3 separate regions of the Mus musculus genome follow, and all the other regions are linked to region 3. Evidence: chromatin contacts called from public HiChIP or PLAC-seq data. All regions are on one chromosome and are shown on one strand. The core of a region is the stretch at or near the end of the contact, and the rest is flanking DNA. Distances in the headings are between cores, read along the strand shown. Region 1 has its middle 120 kb from the start of 9230102K24Rik. Region 2 overlaps 1700020G17Rik (RIKEN cDNA 1700020G17 gene). Region 3 overlaps Nav3 (neuron navigator 3).

What was found. HiChIP or PLAC-seq counts read pairs in DNA pulled down with a chosen protein or histone mark.
Region 1: an H3K27ac HiChIP or PLAC-seq map of the NIH/3T3 cell line shows a contact between it and region 3, with 2.3 times the contacts expected there. The contact joins two enhancer-like sites. A contact is called at or near these places in 2 of 115 datasets of contacts at active chromatin or transcription factors (the NIH/3T3 cell line and embryonic basal ganglia) and 1 of 9 other capture datasets (pancreatic islet).
Region 2: a contact with region 3 is called in a CTCF HiChIP or PLAC-seq map of the NIH/3T3 cell line, with 5 read pairs. The contact joins two enhancer-like sites. A contact is called at or near these places in 1 of 39 promoter capture datasets (cranial neural crest) and 1 of 15 datasets of contacts at CTCF or cohesin (the NIH/3T3 cell line).

Annotation. Positions count from the first base shown.
Region 1 is chr10:110,483,577-110,486,376 of GRCm38.p6, forward strand. No RefSeq gene overlaps it. Among named protein-coding and RNA genes, the nearest start is that of 9230102K24Rik, 120 kb to the right of the region's middle. Within about 2 kb of position 1,350, at least 33 of the 459 cell types and tissues checked have an H3K27ac peak or open chromatin away from gene starts, as enhancers often do. A contact at or near this core is called in the NIH/3T3 cell line, where this site is marked.
Region 2 is chr10:110,803,684-110,806,445 of GRCm38.p6, forward strand. All of the region lies in intron 2 of 1700020G17Rik (RIKEN cDNA 1700020G17 gene), which reads right to left. Among named protein-coding and RNA genes, the nearest start is that of Gm36808, 6.6 kb to the left of the region's middle. Within about 2 kb of position 1,473, at least 78 of the 459 cell types and tissues checked have an H3K27ac peak or open chromatin away from gene starts, as enhancers often do. A contact at or near this core is called in the NIH/3T3 cell line, where this site is marked.
Region 3 is chr10:109,902,244-109,905,234 of GRCm38.p6, forward strand. It overlaps Nav3 (neuron navigator 3), which reads right to left. Exons shown (of 38, transcript NM_001368815.1): 2 at 1,503-1,620; 3 at 819-871. Among named protein-coding and RNA genes, the nearest start is that of Nav3, 97 kb to the right of the region's middle. Within about 2 kb of position 1,733, at least 91 of the 459 cell types and tissues checked have an H3K27ac peak or open chromatin away from gene starts, as enhancers often do. A contact at or near this core is called in the NIH/3T3 cell line, where this site is marked.

The sequences.
Region 1 (2,800 bases), core at 100-2,599, 580 kb after region 3:
ATTCAACCATGGCACCATCCACAGTAGCTCGGATGCGATTTTGAGTTGAGTCGGGGCTTCACGTAGCATTGAAGAAACTTTAGCAGAATCTTTAGCCCTCTTACTAGGTGTTAGTAGCACCCCTCCCTAGCTCGGCACCACAAAAAATGTCTCCAAGCGTTGCTAAATACCTCTTGAGAAGGAGGGTGGGAAAGAGGGAGGCAAAAATTGTCTCCAGTTGGCAGCCCGTGAGATCATTCCATCTTTATGTTAGTGTATGAATAATGTTTCAAAATAGTAGTTCTCAACCTTCCTAGCACTGCGACCTTTTAATACAGTTCCTCGGGTTGTGGTGACCCCCAACCATAAAATCATTTTTGTTGCTCTTTCATGACTGTAATTTTGCTACTGTTATGAATCATGATGTAAAAAAAAAAAAAAATCTGTGTTTTCTGATGCTTCTAGGTGACCTCTGTGAAAGAGCCATTCGGCCACCAAAAGGCCACCAAAAGGGCCAAGATCCATAAGTTGAGAATCCCTGCTCTTGATACTAGCCAAAAATCCCTCTTGGTCTTTCCTGGGTTCTGGTGTTCAGAGGCTCCACACCTTGTGGCTGTACAACTTTAGTTCCTGCCTTCGGCTTCAAAAATGCTTTCTTGTCTGTGTGTTCCCCTATATCCATGCTGTTAGATTTAGGGGACATGGAGGAATCCAGGATGATCTCAGCTCACAGGTCTCACAGGTTATATAGATGGAGGTAATATTTCGAGGGTGGTTAACATTTAACTCACCACATAGATTACATGCACCATAATTGTTTTTTTTTTAAGAATTCAAAGCAATTTCTGCATAATCTATCAATCTATCATCTCCTTAATTTTGTAAATGCTCTAGAAAACAAGAAGGAATAACAGGATAACAATGCACAAACAGAGTTAAAGACAAATTGGCAATGTGTTTCGGTCATCAAAATGATCTTCTAGTTTATGTTCAGGTTTCCCACGTTGAGATCTCACCAGTCAATCCCTTCATGGTTAAGGGACAATAAAGGTGACAGTAAGTTCTTGTGAGAAACTAAAAAGCAAAAGATAACATAATTGGGCTTTTTTTCAAATCATTTCATCAAAATAAAGCCAGCTCTCTAAGATCAGCAGGACTTTAAGGAACCTAGCAAAAGAAACCAATCAGGGAATAGCATGAGATGATTAAATAAAGTATAAATATTTGCCTCTTAATGTGGAAGTTTCCTCTAATGTCCATTTCTTCGAGCGATACATCCTCATTTTAAATGAGCTGTGGTTATGCAGCCACGAACAGAACACAAACAGACCTTGCCTTCAGAAAGCAGAGTACTCGTCACACTCCTGTCTACGAAAACTGATCCCCAGAGAGACTGCGAGACCATGCTACCCCAAGAGGGCTTAGTCACAAAGGAATGGTCTGCTGATTTCCCAAAACGCTGCGTTTACTTTTTTGATACCTCTGCAATTCATTCTAAGCGCTGTTGACATTTTAACCAGAGAATCCAGTAAGTGATGAATCACCAGCAGACAGCAAATGACTCAGTTATAGAATTACAACCCTCATTTGTACAAAACAAAAGCCTTCTTTAATGTAAAGCATCATGACTGAACCTCTCTTCTGATTTCTCTCATAGGAGCCTCTCTCTTCCTTCCCCTAACTGTGAGCATGCCCAGTCACTCATTTTCCTACCCTTTTTACAACTGGAAGTTATAATTCAGCAGTTTTAGCCTGTTACATTCCCTATTGTATGTGCAGTGTTTTATGTGGTTATTTCCATTTATTAAAAAGTCATAAATTCATGTATTTTTAATATTTTCTTAAATAGAAAGCAGGGAGAGGGAGTGCCAAGTGACTTTCATTCCTGGCCCAGTCTCTGTCGCAGTGCAGACAGCCAATAATTTTAAGTGTGCCTTTTCAGAAATATTTATGCATATTCATAAGCACGAATCATTCTTATTTAATCACAGAACTGCCACACTTTTAAGGCACAGTCTACTAGAAACTTAATCCCAATTCTTCTGAGATTTCAAGTCTTTCGTCTCGGTTGGCGCCATCCCACAGCTTAAAAAGCCTTAGCATCTTTTCAAAGCATTTTTCCTATTTTTGAAAATCATTTTCCCCACAGATAATGTGTCCCGATTTCTGCTTCCCCTCCCTCTACTCTTCCTAATTCTCATCGCAACCCCTCCCAACCAGATCCACCCCCTTTCTGACTCTCATTAGAAAACAAATAGGCTTCTAATGGGTAATGATACAATATAACATAAAGATAAGTAAAACAAAAACTATTACAACAGTATAGGACAAAAACAAACAGTAGAAAAAGAGTCCAAGAATAGGCACAAGAAACAGGTATAGACAAAGACCCACTGGCTCACGTGCTCAGGAATCTCATAAAAACACTTAAGTGGAAGGGGAGGGATTTGATGGAATTACATCTCCGCACACCCTTAGAGATGAATGTTCTAAGGTCTCTCACTCTCTGCATAATGTCTGTGTGTGAATCTGATGTGTTTTTTCCCCCATTTGCTGCAGGGGGAAGCTTCTCTGATGATGACTGAGCAAGGCACTGATCTATGTGAATACAGAATGTTACTCGGAGTGATTTTATGTACCAGACATGATGGTGCACTCCTTTAATCCCAGCTCTGTGAGTTCTAGGCCAGCTTGGTCTACAGAATAAGTTCCAGACCAACCAGAGCTGCATACTGAGACCCTGTCTCAAACGGGGACAAAAAAGTAATTTTATTGCTTTTATGGTTTTGGTGTGTGGTGGTGGTAGTTTTTATTATTTGGG
Region 2 (2,762 bases), core at 223-2,722, 900 kb after region 3:
CAGGTGGGAGGTGTGTAAGGACAAGGCAAAATAGAAGAAGCCAAAGAACAAGTTAACTCTCCTTGCCTGCTGTAATCTGTGGTATAGAAGCTAAAGGCCAAGAAACGAGCAAAAAGCAGAATTTAGGAGTTAGTGATCGTCCCAGGACAACAGCAGCAAGCTGATTGATCGGTGGAAATAGACCCCTTTGGGGTTGGTTATTCTCGGCTGTGACTGATCCAGCTGTCTCCAAGATAAGTATGGCAGACTGCACCTTCGCGTAATTCCTCACTGTGAAGTGTCCCCGAGACACAGAAGTGATGCCATAACTCGAGCTGATTGAGAAAACTCAAATGGGGCTGTTTTGTAGTGTTCCATGAAAGTGGGTCTGAGGGTTACTCTCCCTCTATGCAATACCTAAGAATATGGAAAGATTCTCTCTCTGAGCATCCTCCCAGGGACCAGTGGGCAGCACGAACTTTGGACTGAGGTTCTACCACTTGATTTCCGGAATCTGGAAGCGTGTGTTAAAACATGGAAAGGGGAACAACAAATGTTGCTTTTGTGAGATTGGTGGGTCGGTAAAGTAAACATAATATTGAAACACAGAAGTGTCTGTCCTAGGTTGAGGTGGGACCTGAGAAACTGATCAAATCTAGATGCAGAGTGAGAGGATGGCTAATCAAATCCAGATGCAAGGGAAGAGGATGGCTAATCAAACCCAGATGCAATGGGAGAGGATGTGGTCTCCTGGGCGTGCTGCTATTGTAGCTGAAGGACCGTTCCATGGAGAGAAAGAATAAGAGCCATGATGCGGGACAAGAAGGGGGCCAGGAAGTTGGCAAGGGTGCTCTGAGCAACTGTTGGAACACCCCTGCCCCGTGGGCGGCCCATACTGTGGTTATTGTACCGTTGTTACAGGGTCTATTCATTGTCCTGAACACTCAGTCATGAGTCAGTCAGTCCTGACAAAACCTTAGTGTGATTGCCATCCCACATTCTAAATGATTCATGAAGGCTCAGGGAGATTAAATGAATGAATTATTGGTGTTGGAATGGAAGACCATAGTCTTAACTAATGGCTCCATCACCCTTTATGCACGCGTTATTCCTGAAGGTGGGGATATTATGCCATCGTAGACAAGACTCATACCGTCGACTCCAAAGTATAAGGATATTCTGTATTTAGTGAAATGCAGTGCTAGTATTATCTATTGTTACCAATCTGACATACTCTCCCCAAACCCTCTAGCATTATCCCCATTCTGCAAAGATCTGGAATCCCAAGTCCTTGCTTTTAACTGTAGAGCATTTCAGTCTCAAAGTTAGAGATGGGGAGGGTGGGTGATGGGGGAATGAATTGGCTTAATCCCTGGCTTATAAAAACCAAGGTTATTATAACCTAGTTAAACATTTTCAAAATTATTCACATATAAAATGAAACTGTCAAATCTTTCTCCACCTCCCTTCTGAGTCAGGTCTGAAGGCAGGCAGGCAGCCACTGAGGACCCACAGCCTGCTGGCAGGCGGTCCCGGCACATACTTGCTGACACAGCTCAAACGTCTAACTTACGTAACTTTTTTTATTTCCAAAGGAGACCTTTAAAAATACTTCCCTTTAGAGAGTAACCACAAGGAGAGGTTATACCTTGAGAAAACAAGCTGAAATAGAGAAGATAGAGCCTTTTGAAAATATTATTTTACTTTTTTACAAGTCAGAAACCATATGGAATTTCCACCCTCACACAGCACATTGATGACTTTGCCTGGCTTTCTGGAAACCTGACCCTCCAGGCTCCAAGCTCAGGAGCTTCTAGAGATGAGCTGCTGTCTGGAACTGATTCTGACAAGATGGGGCTGTCCACTCCCAGGAAGGGAGCTTGTGAAGACAGAGGTCAGAGACATCGGATTTTGATCCCTGGTGCCTTGACCTGATCTTGCTTCTCAAAATCATAATTTAGCTAATGCTGGTCTAGTAAGGCATTCCTCATGCCCTTAGCTTTTGCTTTTGAGAGTTACCAAGGATAGGACAGCACACTGCTCAGTCAGCCTGTGTGTTTCACATCTCTCTACAAGCAGTCAACCAGATAAGAACGATGAATGAGGCATGGTAGCCACGGTCCTCATTTGGTGTCCTGTGGCTTCATCTATCCTAGCTGGACATGGCTGGGGGTGGGGGGTGGGGGGGTTAAGAGCAAGCTGTTTTTCACTGAAGGGTTTTCACTCACTCAGTCAGAAGCCGAGCCATATCGTTACAAAGCCATGCAAGCTAGAGCAAGCCAGCATGTATTTCCAGTATTAGATACCATTCTTCCAAACACAGGAATTCATATCTGTGGATGTGACCAACCTCAGATAAGACATATTTAGAGCCAGGTGAGGTGGTGAAATCGCAGCCCTCAGGATGTCAAGACAGGACTGGTTTAAGGTCAGCCTGGGCTTGCAGTGAGTTCTGGGGCAGTCTGGGGCTACAGAGTGAGATCCTGGTTCAAGGAAGGAAGAGAGGGAAGGAGGAAAGACTGGATCATGCTCTGACGGATGGCTTGCTTGTTACTCTATGATACTGAATAACACTTATTCGCATACCATCTGTCTTGCTTTGGGTGGTGTGGGTAAGCTCAAGGCGACCTGAGGCACTTGGGAGGACATACATCCATCTGATCTTACAAAAGGGTCTTGAGCATCTATAGATGCTGGTGTCTATAGGGGCATGGAGCCAATGCCTCAGGCACCCAGGGAGAACGGTATAGTCCTGTGACGTTTGGGTGCATTCTACAAATTGT
Region 3 (2,991 bases), core at 483-2,982:
ACAAGGATCCCTTAACATAATCAAAGCACCTATGCTATGTGAACATGAGAATTCTCTGAAGCAGTCTTTCTTGGAGACTTTTATCCTCACTACAGGAAGTCCATCTTAGGTTCATCCCAGAAAATTAAGTTGTGGCTTTGTGACTAGCTGTTTTGTTTTTGTTTGTTTGTTTGTTCTCTCAGCTGTTCATCACTCTATGATTTTATTTATAGATGTTAACCTTTGCTAGATGGGAAAGGGCAGATGCTGCTGAGGTAAAGGGCCTCCAGACTCACTGAGGAGTTTCTGAAAGACACTATGACTCTTATCTCAGTGTCATATATTGTTCAGCATATAGACTACAGCAAGCAAGCCTTCGGAGCTGTTTCCAACAGAGGCACAATCTCATATGCGTACACTGACCGTCCTGAAGAACACCCAAAACACTATGCTTATATTTGAAAAATGCACAAGGTAAGTGCTATTCCAAAAATAGTTGCCCCAGCAAACTCTATTGCTTAAAACTTGCAATTAAGTTTACTGACAGAAAGCCCAGTGTACAGAATTACATACTATAGGAACAGCAGAACAAACAGGAGAAGAAGAGAAAAACTAGGTCAGAGGTCAGAAAACACACCTACAGGCATGGTACGCGGTAGTCAGCGTTCCTCAGAGTCTGAGGTTGTTGCACGGACAGTGGACACACAGAAATCCTGGGAGCAGATGATTTCTCATGCAAGCAGGACAGCAGACAGACAAATGTGAAAGCCATCATGCAAAGGCAGTTAACTTTGAAAATGGCGCCCAGCGCTGAGATTCCGAATAAATCGGACTCTTACCATCTGAGACTGACTTCTCGGACATCCATTGATATCTTCGACTTTCTCATTTGCTAAGATCAAGAAATAAAATAAAAAGAGAGAGAAAAGGACAACATGCTTAAGCAATGAAGTGAAACACAGAGAAGGGAGATCTTAAAATAAATAAATAAATAAATAACCAAACAGAAATACCCCCCTATTCAGTCTCCTAAGCACATGGACAGGAGAGGAGAACACACTTGCTCTCAGCCAACAATTCTATGTGGACAATTCAAGCAAAGGAAAAAAAAAAAAAAAAAAAAAAAGGAAGTCGTTGCTGGTTTTCCTTCCAGTCTGTGCCAAATGACTCCTGACATGAGACCTTTCACAATTATCCCTGCTGGACCAAGACCCAGTTTCAAGGAGTCTCAGTGAATGAGTTACTCTGGTTAACAAAATGCACACACATGGGAGGCACATGGTTTAACGAACCTTTCATTTCTGACAATGCTATATGTGTAAAGAACACTGTTCCAACTATTTCAAAGTACGGCCAGAATATCCCTTTCAGTCTCTCATAAACGCATTTCATTACAATGGAGATAGCTACACTCACAGCACTCCAGGACACATGGAACAGTTCTGTGTCCGTTCTTCCTAAACTACAATGTAGCCTAAGAGCTGTGAGCAGAGCCTCTCCGAGTTTAAGAGAGCAGGTCTCACCAATGATCTGGATGATGTCTGCCAGAAGGACCCCGTCCGCAATGTCCTGCTGCAAGTCCTTGATCAGCCGCTTGTGGCCGGATTTTGCCAGGTAGTGGTTGGCCCAGTCAGTGTAAATCTGTTGGGAGACAGGGAGAGAAGAAGTGAGAAGGGCGTGGGGGAAGGAGAGACAAGAAAACCCCGCGAGGCAAATGTGAGGCTCAAAGGGAAACTGTTCTGGATCGCATTCCAGCTAAAGAAGTCATAGCTCCGAAGGAAACAGTTGTAAAGTCATTTTTAAACGGCTCTTTCCCCCACTTATCTCCTGTTTCAAAGGAGGATGAATCACTCCTTTCAAAATCATGGACTAGTCACTTGTGACCAAGCAAAACTCCCTTCCCAGATGGCTCCAGAGGAGATCGCTACCGGGAAAGAGTTTGAGTTTCTCTCTTTTATTTTTTTCTCCCTTTCCTCCATTATTTTGAAAATAATCCTGTCTGTGTAAAAGGAAGTCACCTGGACCGACTTATAGAGGAACTTTCTAACAAAATGTGTTTCTCCGAAGGGGCTTTATTGAATTTGTCACCCTAGATACTCTAATGTGACAATGTTTTGGCGTGGTTTTCTGAAATAATTGCAAATTCCTTCCTGTCTAAGATATATTGTTTGGACTGTCATCTCTCATTTAAGCCTCTTGAAATGTGTGTGCATTAGGACAAAGAGGCAGCATGTGGAGTTATAATGGAGCAATTGAAATGCAGAATCGGGAAGTGTATTGCCAGCCACAGGGTTGGCATCTGACTTACAGAAGAGGGTGACTCTAGGAACTGGTCACGATATAAAGAAAAGCTGAAATTTCAAGAATATCGCACACACAAAAAGAAATGTTACTATTTTTAAAAATCCTTCAGTCTAGTAACCATAAAAGTCAGAAATCGGCTTAAAGATGTTAAGGTATCATGGGTGGTTCATTTGTAACTTTGTCACAAGGTAGATGGAAGTAGGACATAATATTAAAATTGAAATGAAACTAGAGAAGCAGCCTAGAAATGTTGAATCTAAGGAGAAACTGTGGCCAATGTACGGTGCCTAAAATTAGCCCAGCTTAAGCTGAAGAGCTCTGAATTTTATCTCAGAGTCATGAGCACTAAATGCCAAGACAGTGCAAATATACTATTTAAAATACTTCTGTGCTGGAGAGACCACCCCAGCGTCAAGAGCATTTACTACTACTCTTGCATAGACCCAGATTACCTTCTCAGCACCAACATGGCAGCTCACAACTGTCTATAACTGCAGTTCTGAGTGACCTGATGCCCTCTTCTGGCCACTTCAGGAAACAGATAAGGCTCTGGTACACACACATACACAAACACACACACACACACACACACACACACACACATATACACACACACATGTACATGGTTATATAGGTAATGTACATGCTTGATAATGTTGTACAAATGTATAGTCCCTCCCATATAGGATAATTAATATTTCTTATTAT